2 separate regions of the Mus musculus genome follow, and region 1 is linked to region 2. A link is a contact called in public Hi-C data. All regions are on one chromosome and are shown on one strand. The core of a region is the stretch at or near the end of the contact, and the rest is flanking DNA. Distances in the headings are between cores, read along the strand shown. Region 1 holds the start of Swsap1 (SWIM type zinc finger 7 associated protein 1). Region 2 has its middle 25 kb from the start of Dock6.

Evidence for each region. Hi-C and Micro-C count contacts between places; a contact is called where the count stands out from the background.
Region 1: a contact with region 2 is called in a Hi-C map of the N1E-115 cell line, with 3 times the contacts expected there. The contact joins the promoter of Swsap1 here to the enhancer-like site in region 2. A contact is called at or near these places in 11 of 39 promoter capture datasets (the 3T3-L1 cell line, embryonic stem cells, liver and 5 more), 17 of 484 Hi-C or Micro-C datasets (the C2C12 cell line, the G1E-ER4 cell line, the HL-1 cell line and 11 more), 4 of 115 datasets of contacts at active chromatin or transcription factors (CD8 T cells, bone marrow-derived dendritic cells, embryonic stem cells and 1 more) and 2 of 9 other capture datasets (liver and pancreatic islet).

The regions. Positions count from the first base shown.
Region 1 is chr9:21,953,135-21,959,436 of GRCm38.p6, reverse strand. Swsap1 (SWIM type zinc finger 7 associated protein 1) reads right to left here and starts at 3,684. Exons shown (of 2, transcript NM_025870.1): 1 at 3,433-3,684; 2 at 1,167-2,760. The coding sequence starts at 3,675. The coding sequence ends at 2,167. Gm45914 (predicted gene, 45914) reads left to right here and starts at 3,431. Exons shown (of 1, transcript NR_132099.1): 1 at 3,431-4,153. Epor (erythropoietin receptor) reads left to right here. Exons shown (of 8, transcript NM_010149.3): 8 at 1-538. The coding sequence ends at 378.
Region 2 is chr9:21,874,367-21,881,015 of GRCm38.p6, reverse strand. No RefSeq gene overlaps it. Among named protein-coding and RNA genes, the nearest start is that of Dock6, 25 kb to the right of the region's middle. Within about 2 kb of position 1,910, at least 3 of the 459 cell types and tissues checked have an H3K27ac peak or open chromatin away from gene starts, as enhancers often do. A contact at or near this core is called in the N1E-115 cell line, where this site is marked.

The DNA of each region.
Region 1 (6,302 bases), core at 2,435-4,934, 77 kb before region 2:
AACCTCTCAGGGCCTGGGGGCAGTGTGGACCCTGTGACTATGGATGAAGCTTCAGAAACATCTTCCTGCCCGTCTGACTTGGCCTCAAAGCCCAGGCCAGAGGGCACCTCACCTTCCAGCTTTGAGTACACCATCCTGGACCCCAGCTCTCAGCTCCTGTGCCCTCGGGCACTGCCTCCCGAGCTACCTCCCACTCCACCTCACTTGAAGTACCTATACCTTGTGGTGTCCGATTCTGGCATCTCAACAGATTACAGTTCGGGGGGCTCTCAGGGAGTCCACGGGGACTCATCTGATGGCCCCTACTCCCACCCCTATGAGAACAGCCTTGTCCCAGACTCAGAGCCTCTGCATCCCGGCTATGTGGCCTGCTCCTAGGACTCCAGCCTACAACGTCTTGAACGGGATTGGTGAAGCCATACTTAAAGTCAGAGCTGACCTTGGCCCTCTGAGCAGGAAGAGACAGCCTTGCAATGTTAAGATTAAGAGTTATCTGTCTGTATATAGAAATATATATATATATCGATTTTTCTACCTTGACTTTGTCTTATTTGTGTATGTATGGCGTGAGTGTGGGTGCAGGCATGCCTCAGTTCATGTATGGAAGTTGATTCTCTCCTCTCACCTGAATGCAGAGCACCTTGTTCCTGCCTTATTTCCTGATCCAGGCTAGCTGTCTGTGTGCTTGTTTCTCTCTCCTGTCGGCCTCCCATGTTGCCTTTGGGTTGCTGCAAAGACTGCAGACTGCACCACAACCCTCAGGAGTTCTCTTGCTGGCCCATATTTTAGTTGTTTGAGACACGGTAGCTGAAGGTGACCTTGACCTCCCGATGCTTCAGTCTTTCCCTCCCCAGTGCTGGGGCTCCAGGCATGCTCCACCACGCCCAGCTCAGAGGTGCCATGCCCAGCTCAGGGGTGCCAGGCACTGTACTAGAGCTTCCTGCATGTTAGGCCTCTGCCATGGCCTGGGACCCCATCTCTGCCTGGACCTAGGACATGGAAATAAACAGCTAGCACTGAATTTTTGGATCTGGCGACATGAAGACAGACATAATGGTCAGTGTATATGTCACTAGCTGTCAATACACACTGCTCCAAAACTTAGTGTCATATCCACTGTTGATCTCCTGCCGGACAGAAAACCCAAGTACACAGACCACCAGAGTCCAATGTGGTGAACCAATAGAGCTTTACTAGGCTTATGTTCAGGAATATGGGTGAGGGTTTTTCACGGGAGTGGAAATGACTCAGACAGATAGAGAACCAAGGCTGTCACAGTGAGAGGATTCCCAACCACGGGGCTCTCCTCCAGCTCCCTAGTTTGTTTTTGTCTTTGAGGCAGGGTCTATGTAGCCCTGGTTGGTCTGGAACTTGCCACGTAGAGCAGGCTGTTCTTAAACACATACGTACAGATCTACCTGCCTCTGTGCTAGGACTAAAGGCCTGTGCCATCACACCTGGCCCACTTTGGGTTTTGGAGACAGGGTCCAGTGTGAGCCAGCATCGCTTCCCACACCTTATGTAGCCAAGGATAGCCTTGCACTTGTGATCTCCCACCTCTCCCTCCCTAAGCTGGCCTGTCCTAAGCAAGCTAAATGTGTGCATACTCTATGTGGAGTGGATCCACTCCGAACTGTACACCCTAAATACATGTGCAAGGTCATGTGGATGACTACGTAAGCCAACACATAGAGGTAACTGGGATACGGGCACCCAAGGAATGTGCAAGAGGAGCCAAGAACAGGAGCATACTCGATAGGCCCCGCCCTCAAGAGATGAGGCTGTAGGATCAGGAGTTCAAGGACAGCCTCAGCTAAGGATCTAGTTTGAGGCTGGCCTGACTTAGAGAGCCTGCCTGGATAAAAAATGCAGCAGATAAAAAGACCTGCACTAGGAAACATGGCTGAATCTCATTGACAACGGTGAGTGGGCAAAGGAAGGCTCTGCTGGCCTTACTTATCTTAAAGGTCTCATTACTAATTTATCATTAGTGTGGAGGGCTGTGTGTTTCCACCCAAATGTGGAGGTCAGAAGACAACTTGCAGGAGTCAGTTCTTTCTACCACGAGGGTCCCGGGAATCAGTCAAATTACCGTGCCTGTTGCCAAGGGATCTTGCCAGCCCTGATGACAATAATGCTAGTTTATAAACAGAAAATCTACATTTTTCAGGTCTTTGAATCTGCACCTGTCTCTGAAGTAAGTATCCCATCCAAGGGAGACCCAGGACCAGGGAGGTTGTCACATCCCAAAGTTAAGGACTGGCTTCCAGCACTTGAATCTTTCTTCTCTGGGCTGAGCTTAGAAGCCTGGGCAAGCCATGGGGTGACCTTCATCTCTCCACAGGGTAAGAAACTCACTGACCACTCTGTCCTAGGGCTCAGTTTGCCCAACTCTAGGCTGGCTCGAAGGCAGCAATGCTGTCCCAAGCCTAGGGCATCTGGCTGCAACCAGCACTGTGCAGGAAAATATCGCTTAAGTAATGGCAGATGTGGGGCATCGGCCTCTGCTTCTTTCTGGGTTTCAAGGGCCACAACAAGCCCACAACTGCCATTGGCTCCAAGACGGTGGCTAAAGAAGGCAGCAGTATCCAGAAGCAATGCAGCCAAGTAGGCGGCTTCCTGGGCACTGGGATCCTCTGCGAGATATTCTTCCAGGCCGTCCAGGAGTAGAAGGGATGGGGTCGGTGCTGGGGCCTCATGGGCAGAGGCCAGCAGCTGGAGAAGCTCTTGAATTGAGGATGGGTACTGGAAACGAACCTTCTAGAAGATAGGAAAAGGCTAGACTTAATATAGGAGGTCAAAACTCCCTATTATGGCTACCTCACTTCTATACTTTCCGGTCTAGGCTCTCATGGTCCATATATAAAGTTCCAGGATGAAGCACCAGCTCAAATACTTCACCCTTGTCACCTGCCCTTCTCCAGCAGTTGTCACTGCTCAAGATTATTTAAGGAAAAAACATTTTTTTTCTTTAATACAGGGCCTCATGTGACCCAGGATGATCGCAAACGCGTTTTGTAGCCAAGGATGGCCTGACACTTCTGAGAACTGAATCCCAGGCATATATTATCAAGTCTGGTTAAAGGGATAGAAAGAACCCAGGGCTTCGCGCATGTTAGGTAAATTCTCTGTTCAGTTAATCCCAGTCCGTATTTTTTTGTTGTTGTTTTTGGTGGTTTGTTTTGGTTTGTCACCCATGCTCACCAATGCCGCCCGACCACAGGACGGTCTTTCACTTCATCTTAACTAAACCCGCACTGTCCCGTCCCACGACCCTACTCCGCCTCTTCCACCCACCACTTCCACAGACGCTTTATGACGATTTAGTTGTGAATCTACGATTCACGCTGCCATTTGCCTATCGAACTGTCACTCAGGCGCGAACTAGCCCGCCATTGGGTAACGCATTGCCAGGTCCAGCCCTCCGTTTACCTGGAGCCGCCAATGCTCTCGCGCTGTGGGTGTACTGAGCGGCAGGCTCTGAAGGGGCCTTCGCGTCACGAAGAGGACGGACCCGCGGCCTTCCCCTGCCGCCTCAAGGGCGGCTGCAAACAGCAGCGACGTCTGCGCAGAGCGCGGAGCGCCGAGCAACAGCAATGGCGGCCCGGCAGCGCCATCCTCTCCTGGCCTTGCCGCGCAGCCGGCATTCAGCACCCGCCTCAGCGCCTCCGCCATTTGCTGAGTGCCGCTGACCAATCAAAAGCGATATCTCATCTTGGGCCCGCCCACACAGAGGCCTCATTGGCTATAGTTCACAGACTAAGTTCGTCGCTGGAGCTGTCAGCCAATGATCAAAACACGGAGCGTGGAGGAAGTGGGTACTTTGAGGGAATTGCTGCAAGAAGCCGTGTGATCGATTAAAAGGAAAGGAAGGTCGAGGGTCCAAACGTGCTCCAAAGAGACGCCCAGGCTCTAGGTCGGAGCTGTAGAGAATGGCTCAGTCGTTACGAGCACTGGCTGCTCCTCCAAAAGACCCGGGTTCAGTTCCCACCATCTACTAGGTGATTCACAGCCATGCACAAGTACAGTGTGAGGGAATCCGACGCCCTCTTCTGGACTCCGCGGACACGTGGCACCCATATATTTATGGCCCCGCGCTTATACACACACTCATGTAAAAATAAATCTAAACATTAAAAAAAGTAGAAGCCGGTCGGTGGTGTCGCGCACCTTTAATTCCAGTACTTGAGTGGCAGAGGCAGGTGAATCTCTTAAGATCAAGGCCAGTCTAGAGAAACCGTCTCAAAAAAAAAAAAAAAAAAAAGTAGGTTCCCTTAGATATATATTGAGGTTTGCAACCAGCCTGAGTTACATGAGCACCTATCTTTAAAAATAATAATAATGATGATGATAACCAGACTTTTAGCTTGCCCACCTGCAAAATGAATATTGTGATTCCATGTGATCATTGTAATGCGTTGGTGTGAACAATTGCTGATGTCACCGAAGCAAAGTTCACAGAGACCTGTTTGCTTGTCTCTGCATAGTTGAATATGGGGAATTTTATTTTTTGGTAGGGTCCCAGACATTTTAGCCTGTGCCACTATGATAAGTTAATACAAGGCTGGGGGTGAAATTCGGGGTTTTGTCCATGCTGAGCAGGCACTCTGCCCTCCATGGGGGGAGGGGTGATTACATTTATTTAGTTGGTGTGAGTGTGTATATACTCCCATTGACACAGAGTGCATGCACTCTGAGGACAACTTCTGGGATGGGATGCAGTTCTTTCTACCCCACCATGTGTGTCCCCTGGATGACAGATTTTTAAAAAAAGATTTATTTATTTATTTTATGTATATGAGTGCTCTGTCTTCATGTACACCTACATGACAGAAGAGATCATCAGATTCCATTGTAGATGGTTGTGAGCCACCATGTGGTTGCTGGGAATTGAACTCAGGACCTCTGGAAGAGCAGTCAGTGTTTTTTAACCGCTGAGCCATCTCGCCAGCCCCTGGATGACAGATCTTCAGGGCTGGTGGCAAGAGTCCTCTAAGCCATCTCACTGGCCCCGATTTCTGGGATTTTTTAAAAATCTTTTTTTGTGTGGGCGTGTGCAGGATTACCTGTGCCACCTAGCGTGTGGAGGTCAGTCCTTACCTTCTAGCTCATTTGCACAGTGTGTCTTGTTCACTGCTGTGTATGTCAGACTGGATGACCGTCACAGCCCCACCACGAGACCGATCCTGTGTCCAGTGTTTAAATGGGTCGACTCTCAGGCTCGTGCCTGTACATCCTGCACTGTACATACTGAGACCTCTCCCAGGTTCCCTGTATGAGGGCCCTTTAAGAGGCCTGTCATCTAACTTTCTTTTTGGCCTGGGACCTTCTTAATGCCTGCTTGTATTAAGAGGAGAGAGAAAATTGTGTGTGTGTAGAAAGAGAGAGAGAGAGAGAGAGAGAGAGAGAGAGAGAGAGAGAGAGAGAAGAGAGAATGAGGGCTTCATTCACAAGAGTCTATGACCACACTGGAAAAGTGCAATTCTTGTCAAGTCACTGAATGAAAGAGGAAGAACTGAGGGAACCAAGGTGAGTGGTGGGTGATCCTGATTTCTCAGCCAGTCTCTTCACCCAAACTTGGCTCGTGAGCTGTCACTCAAGCCTGTTTCCCTGGAAACCTTGTCTCCTAGTAACTTCAAAGTGGTACGGTTGCCTGGAGACCCAGGAACAGGGCGGAACTGTGATTTCCTGAGCTTACTCTTTCCCTCTGGGGACAGAAAACAGCTTCACAACATCCCCCAGTACACCCACACACACAGCTGGGCACCCTCACCCTGAGCACACACACACACACACCCTGCACACACACATGCACACCCCAGAACACACATACCATGCACATACACACACCCTGCATGCACACACATGCACACACATGCTATGGCATTCAGAGTTCTATTGCCCCCACACACATAAACAGCTGAACCCTGACACAAAGCATTCCATACAATATTCCCACTTTATACTCCACACCCTGACCCTTGCGCGCGCGCACGCGCACACACACACACACACACACACACACTAGGACACAGGTTGAGAAGACTATGTGGTGGGGATTCTTCAGACATCCTGAGCACAGTTATACTGTTGTAGGAAGTCTGATGCTTCAGCCTCCAGCCCCCACCCAGACACAGCCTGACACTGCAAAGCTTTAAGTGCACAGATCACAACAGCACACTCTCCACGGGTCTTTTCACGTGCCTTACCGGAAGGGTTGGCTCTATGGGCTCTGTCTAGCTCTGGGTTTGTTTATTTGTTTATTTGATTGTTTGGCTGGCTGGTTGCTGGTTTGGTCTCTC
Region 2 (6,649 bases), core at 661-3,160:
GTTCTTTCTTGGGGCTATGGCCGCTCGGCACTCCTTTGTGGCTTGCTCATAGATTAGCTGTTCTACCAGAGGCGCGGCTTGCTCTGAATCTCCAAAAATTCGCTCTGCTGCCTCTGTCATTCTGGCCACAAAATCTGAGAAGGATTCCTGAGGTCCCTGGACAACTTTTGTTAATTGACCAGTGGTTTCACCTGCTCGGGAGAGCGCCTTCCAGGCCCTAATAGCCGTGGAAGAAATCTGGGCATAAGCTCCCCAATGGTAGTTTGTTTGATCAGCAGAATAAGCTCCCTGACCCGTTAACAAGTCAAAAGTCCAATCTCTCTGCTCTGGAGTCAAAGCAGCTGCGTTTGCTCGGGCCTGCGCTTGTGCAGTTTCATGCCAAAGAGCTCTCCATTCCATATATTTGCCCATACTAGGGAGAGCGGCTTTTACAACCGTTTGCCAGTCAGCAGGAGTTAGTGCCATGCCGGCAAGCCTGTCTAACTGCACCAAGGTAAAATTAGCATTGGTTCCGTATTTACGGACCGACTCGGCAATTTCTTTAATTTGTAAGTATTCTACCGGAGCGTGGACACGCCCACCCTCGGCTCCTTCAAAGACCGGAAATGCCTGTTGTATTTTCTTTTGTTCCTCTCTGGGAATGAATGAGTCTGCGCACTGCCTCTCTGCGCAGGGCTGACGCACTACGCAGGGCGGGGACTCCGCATAGGGCGGACCTTGAAGCCGACTGCCCTGAGGCCAATCAGCAAACTGGCCTTCGCCAGCCGCTTTTGGCTTCCTTAACTGATTAGCTAGCACTTTACCTGGCTGGTACCCTTTTTTCTCATAATGAGCTGCTTCTTCCTCCCAGTCTGTTTCTTCAGAGGAGAATTCTTCATCTGCTTCAGAGCTACTAAGAGCTGGCTCCCCGAGCCCATCCAGCGATGAGCACAGGCTCCTTTTCCTAGAGACCTCCGCTAATTGATCTTTCTTCTTTTCCCTTTTTCCTCTTTTTCTTCTAATCTCTCTCCAGGTATTCCTACCTAACCTTAACTTTTCCTCGGGTTCAAGACCCTTGGAAAGGCCTGTATACTTATTTTGTGTACCATATTTCCTCTTTGTTCCTACTCTCTCTCCCCACTTTACTTCTGATAGCTTGTCCTGAATTTCCTCTAGAATCCTCCCTGCCTTAACCACTTGATAACATGTGAAAAGGAACAAAAGGGCTTCTAACACTAGAAAAAATTCAAGGCCAAACATTTTCCACTTTACTTCTGATAGACTGTCTTGAATTTCCTTAGAAAGTTCAAGGCCAGGCTTACCTCGTAAAGCTGTACTCACTGGTACTCTCGTTCCCCAGCTGAAAAGTTCTGAATTCATACAGTTGAATCCTTCTTAACAGTCTGCTTTACGGGAACCTTTATTACCGCGACCCGCAGTTCTGGTTCTGGAATGAGGGATCTTCCTTGCGCCAGTCCCGAGTTTTTTCTCGTCCCGGAATTCGGCACCAATTGTTATTAGACGCGTTCTCACGCCCGGCCAGGAAAGACGCAACAGACCAGAATCTTCTGCAGCAAAACTTTATTGCTTACATCTTCAGGAGCAAGAGTGTAAGTGGCAAGAAAGAGAGAAAACGAAACCCCGTCCCTTTTTTAGGAGAGTTATATTTCGCCTAGGACGTGTCACTCCCTGATTGGCTGCAGCCCATCGGCCGAGTTGACGTCACGGGGAAGGCAGAGCACATGGAGTGGAGAACCACCCTCGGCATATGCGCAGTTTATTTGTTTACCACTTAGAACACAGCTGTCAGCGCCATCTTGTAACGGCGAATGTGGGCGCGGCTCCCAACAAAACAAGGTATATGAGGGACGCACACTGTAGAGCATGCTATGTGAGGGAGTTACACTGTGCAACATGGTATCTGAGGGACGCACACGGTAGTACGTGGTATCTGTGGGAATCACACTGTACAGCATGCTATGTGAGGGAGTCACACTGTAGAACATAATACCTGAGAGAGGCACACTCTAGAGCATGCTATTTTATCTAGTCACACTCTAAAACATGATATCTGAGGGAGGCACACTATAGAGCATGCTATGTGAGAGAGTGACTCTGTAGAGAATGCTATGTGAGGGTCTCACACTGTAGCATATGGTATATGACAGACACACACTGTAGAACATGGTATATGAGGGAGTCACACTGTAGAACATGGTATATGACAAACACTATAGAACATGATATATGATAGATGCACACTGTAGAGCATGCTATGTGATAGAGTCACACTGTAGACCATGCTATGTTAGTGACTCACACTGTAGAACATGGTATATGAGGGACGCACACTGTAGAGAATGCTATGTGACAGAGTCACACTGTAGACCATAATATCTGAGGGAGGCACACTGTAGTACATGTTATATGAGGGAGCCACACTGTAGAACATACTATGTGAGGGAGTCACACTGTAGAGCATGCTATTGGAGAAACTCACACTATAGAACATGGTATATGACAGATGCACTCTGTAGAATAAGGTATATGAGGAAAGCACACTATAGATCATGCTATGCGAGGGAGTCACACTGTAGAATATGATATGTGAGGAAGGCACACTGTAGAGTATGCTACGTGAGGGACTCACAATGTAGAACATGGTATATGAGAGACGCACACAGTAGTACATGGTATCTGAGGGAGTCACACTGTAGAACATGATATATGAAGGAGGCACACTGTAGAGCATGCTATTTGAGGGAGTCACTCTGCAGAACATGGTATTTCAGGGAGGCACACTGTAGAACACGTTATACAAGGGAGTCACACTGTAGAGCATGGTATACGATGGACACACACTGTAGAATATGGTATATGAGGTGGATCCTACTTACCATCTGGAGCAAGCCTCTGCCTTCTTAGTTGCTCCACACTGGCAAGGCTAAGCTCTATGGTGATGCATCCCGTTCCCAGGCTCAGGTAACCAAAGTGAAAGAGGTGGACCGAGGACATCCCTAGGACCGCCATCAGTGTGGCCTCTCCATACTTGACACCCCAGAGGCAGGCCAGTGAGCGCCATACCAGGCACCTTGAGAACAGAAACCTGACAGGAGGAGGTCAGGGCTATGTCTTAGTTTTACTGCTGTGACAGACACCATGACCAAGGCAACTCTACAAGGACAACCTTTAATTGGGGCTGGCTTACAGGGTCAGAGGTTCAGTCCATTATCATCAAGGCGGGAACATGGCAGCATCCAGGCAGACATGGTGTTGAGAGTTCTACATCTTCATCTGAAAGCTTTTAGCAGAATACTGACTTCCAGGCAGCTAGGGTGAGGTCTTACAGCCCACACCCACAGTGATACACCTTCTAATCATGCCACTCCCTGGCCCGAGCATAAACAAACCACCACTGGATGCAAGTGGGAGTCTTCCTGCGTGGGGCCAGAGGGAAGCAGAGGATAATAAAATCTGCAAAAAGACCAAACTGGGTAATACCGAGAAGCAGTGGTGATGCGGAAGCATTCTCATAGCTGTAGAACAGAAGGCAGAACTTTTTAGGTTGAGGCTGTGGCTCAATTGGCAGAGTGCTGGCCAAGCACACACAAAGCCCTGGGTTCCATCCCCACGACCAGGAAAGTCCAGTGTGGTAGCGCCCAGCGGTGATCCCAGTGCTACAGAGGCAAGAAGGTCAGGAGCTTAAGGTCACCCTTGGCTACTGAGTGGATTGGAGTCTGTCCTGGGCTGCAAGAGAGAAACCTCAAAAAGAAAGAAAAGGAAGAAAGGAAAAACTGTAATCCACACACAAACTAAAAGACTTTATCTTTAAAAAACAGTTTTAAAGGATTTTTTTGGTTGCTTTTTGTTTGTTTGTTTTGTTTTGTTTTTTTGGTTTTTTGAGACAGGGTTTCTCTGTGTAGCCCTGGAACTCACTCTGTAGACCAGGCTGGCCTCGAACTCAGAAATCTGCCTGCCTCTGCCTCCCAAGTGCTGAGATTAAAGGCGTGTGACACCACGCCCGGCTTAAAGGACTTTTTTAAAAAGAGGAACTCATGATGTATCTCTAGTTGACCTAAAACTCAATATAGAAATCAAGCTGGCTTTGGACTCACAGAGATCCACCTGCCTCTGCCTCCTAGTGCCAGATTAAATGTGTGTGTCATGATGGCTGACTTTTTCCATTTATGTGTGGATGTTTGGCTGTGCTGTGTGCTGTGTGATGCTTGAAGACGCCAGAAGAGGGCACTGGGGCCCCTGGAACCAGAGTTACAGGTGCTGTGAGCTATCCTGTAGATGCTTTGCAGCTGCGGCAGATACTCTTAGCTTCTGAGAGTCCCTCCAGACCCAGGTTTTACTTTTTGAGGTAAAATTCTATCCGAAAATAAGATTTTAAAAATTTCAGCTTAAGGAAATAGTCATACCCATCTCTCAGGGGCAAAGGGTGTTTACCACTGTGGAGTTTTGTACTGTTTCATTACATAGCCCAGGCTGGCTCATTATGTAGGCTAACCTTGCACTTCTGACCCTCCTGTCTCCACCTCCTGAGTTCTGGAGTCACCAGCGCGACCCATTATCCTTGGCTTTGTTACTAGGATTTGTTTTTGAGGTTTTTGTTTTGTTTTGAGACAGGGTGTCACTGTATAGACCAGGCTAGCCTTGCTCTCACAGAAATCTGCCTGCCTTTGCCTCCCCGGTGCTGGGATTAAAGGTGTGCGCCACCACTGCCTGGCTGTCACTGTATTTTTATAGGAAGAGGACATGGGACTGTAGAGATGGCTCAGCTGTGAAAAATATTTGCTGTTCTTGCCAAACATGTGAGTTTAGTTCCTAGTACACACACTAATCCTGGACTGGCTTTTTGTTTGTATGTTTGCTTGTTTGTTTTTGAAACAGAGTCTCATGTAACCCAGGCTGGCCTCCATGTGTGCCAATCCTCCTGTCAGTCTCTCAGCTTCTGTGATTGCATATGGAAGCCACTCACACTAGCCTGAAAGATTGAGAGTTCAAGATTATCTTCAGCTCCATAGTGAGTCCAAGGCCAGCCTAGGCTATATGAGACTTGCAAGAAGCCCTGTGTTCTATTCCTACCACCACATAAACCAGACACAGAGGCACACACAGCACTTGGGAGGTGTGTGCAGGAGACTCAGGAGTTCAAGGTCATCCCAGCCTGCTTGTTGAGTTGGACACCAACCTGAGCTACATGAGATGCTGTCTCAAGAACAAGCAAGCCGGGCTGGAGAGATGGCTCAGAGGTTAAGAGCACTGACTGCTCTTCTAGAGGTCCTGAGTTCAATTCCCAGTAACCATATGGTGGCTCACAACCATCTATGAGATCTGGTACCATCTTCTGATGTGCAGGCAAACATCCTGTATACAGAACATTGTATACATAATAAATAAATCTTAAAAAGAAAAAGAAACGATAGCCGGGCGTGGCGGCACATGCCTTTAATCCCAGTACTGGGGAGACAGAGGCAGGTGGATTTCTGAGTTTGAGGCCAGCCTGGTCTACAAAGTGAGTTCCAGGACAGCCAGGGCTATACAGAGAAACCCTGTCTCGAAAAACCAAAAAAAAAAAAAAAAGAAATGAAAAGAAAAAGAAAAGAAAAACAAGCAAGACAAATGTATGTTGGAAAAGATTATTGAATTTGATAACCAGGATTGTGTGTGTGTGGTGTGTGTTGTTGGTGTGTGTTTGCTTGTCACCTTGACAGAAGCTGGAGTCCTCTAGGAAGAGGCCCGAGTAGAGGAACTGCCTTCATCAGACTGGCCTGCTCGGGTATTTTCTTGGTCAATGACTGATATGGGAAGGCCCAGCCCACGGAGGGTGGGTGCATCCTGGAGCAGCGCATCCTGGGTGCTAGGAGACAGCAGTTTGAGCAGGCCATAGTGAACAAGCCACCCAGCGGCACTCCCTGGCATCCATTTAGCTTCTGCCTGCAGGTTCCATCCTTGGCTTCCCTGATGGCCAATCAGCTGTCAGTTGAAGTAACCCTCCCCCCCCCCCCTGCCAGGTTCTTTTTAGTTGGAGTATTTTATCACAGTAAAGGTGACAGATGGTTCTTTTTGTTGTTGTTTTATTTATTTTATTGTTTTAAGTGTGTGTGTGTGCATATGTGCGCGCACACACATGCCCATGAAGGCCAAAGGCATCAGACCCTCTGCAACTGGAGTTCCAGGTGGCTGTAAGCCGTCTGATGCTGTCCCTGTGAGCTGGCTCCCACACCCCCTTTGCTTTGCTTCCCCACCACCCTTCATATATTCGTTTGAAGATCCTTGTGTGTGACCTGTGCTCAGTGCCCGGAGAGGTCCAAGGACAGGGTCACATTCCCTGGCACTGGACCTAGACCTGCAGATGTCCTCCATGTGGTGGCGGGAACTAGACCCAGCCCTCTGTAAGCAGAAGGTGCTCTGAACTGTGGAGCCAGCTCTGGGGCCCCTCCTCCTTCTCTTTTTAAGGCAGTGTTTATCCTGTTACAGTGTCATATCTTTTCTTCTCAACAAGTCAGCTTCCCTACCTCTGTGGAGTTTTTGTTGCCTCTTATGCTTAATTAGTGTAGAAAAGCCATGGACCAATGGCCATACCATTGAGGCCAGGACACCCACCAGCAGCAACCTTTACCTGCCTATAGCTCCTCAGGCAGGGTGGGGCCTTCTTAACCCT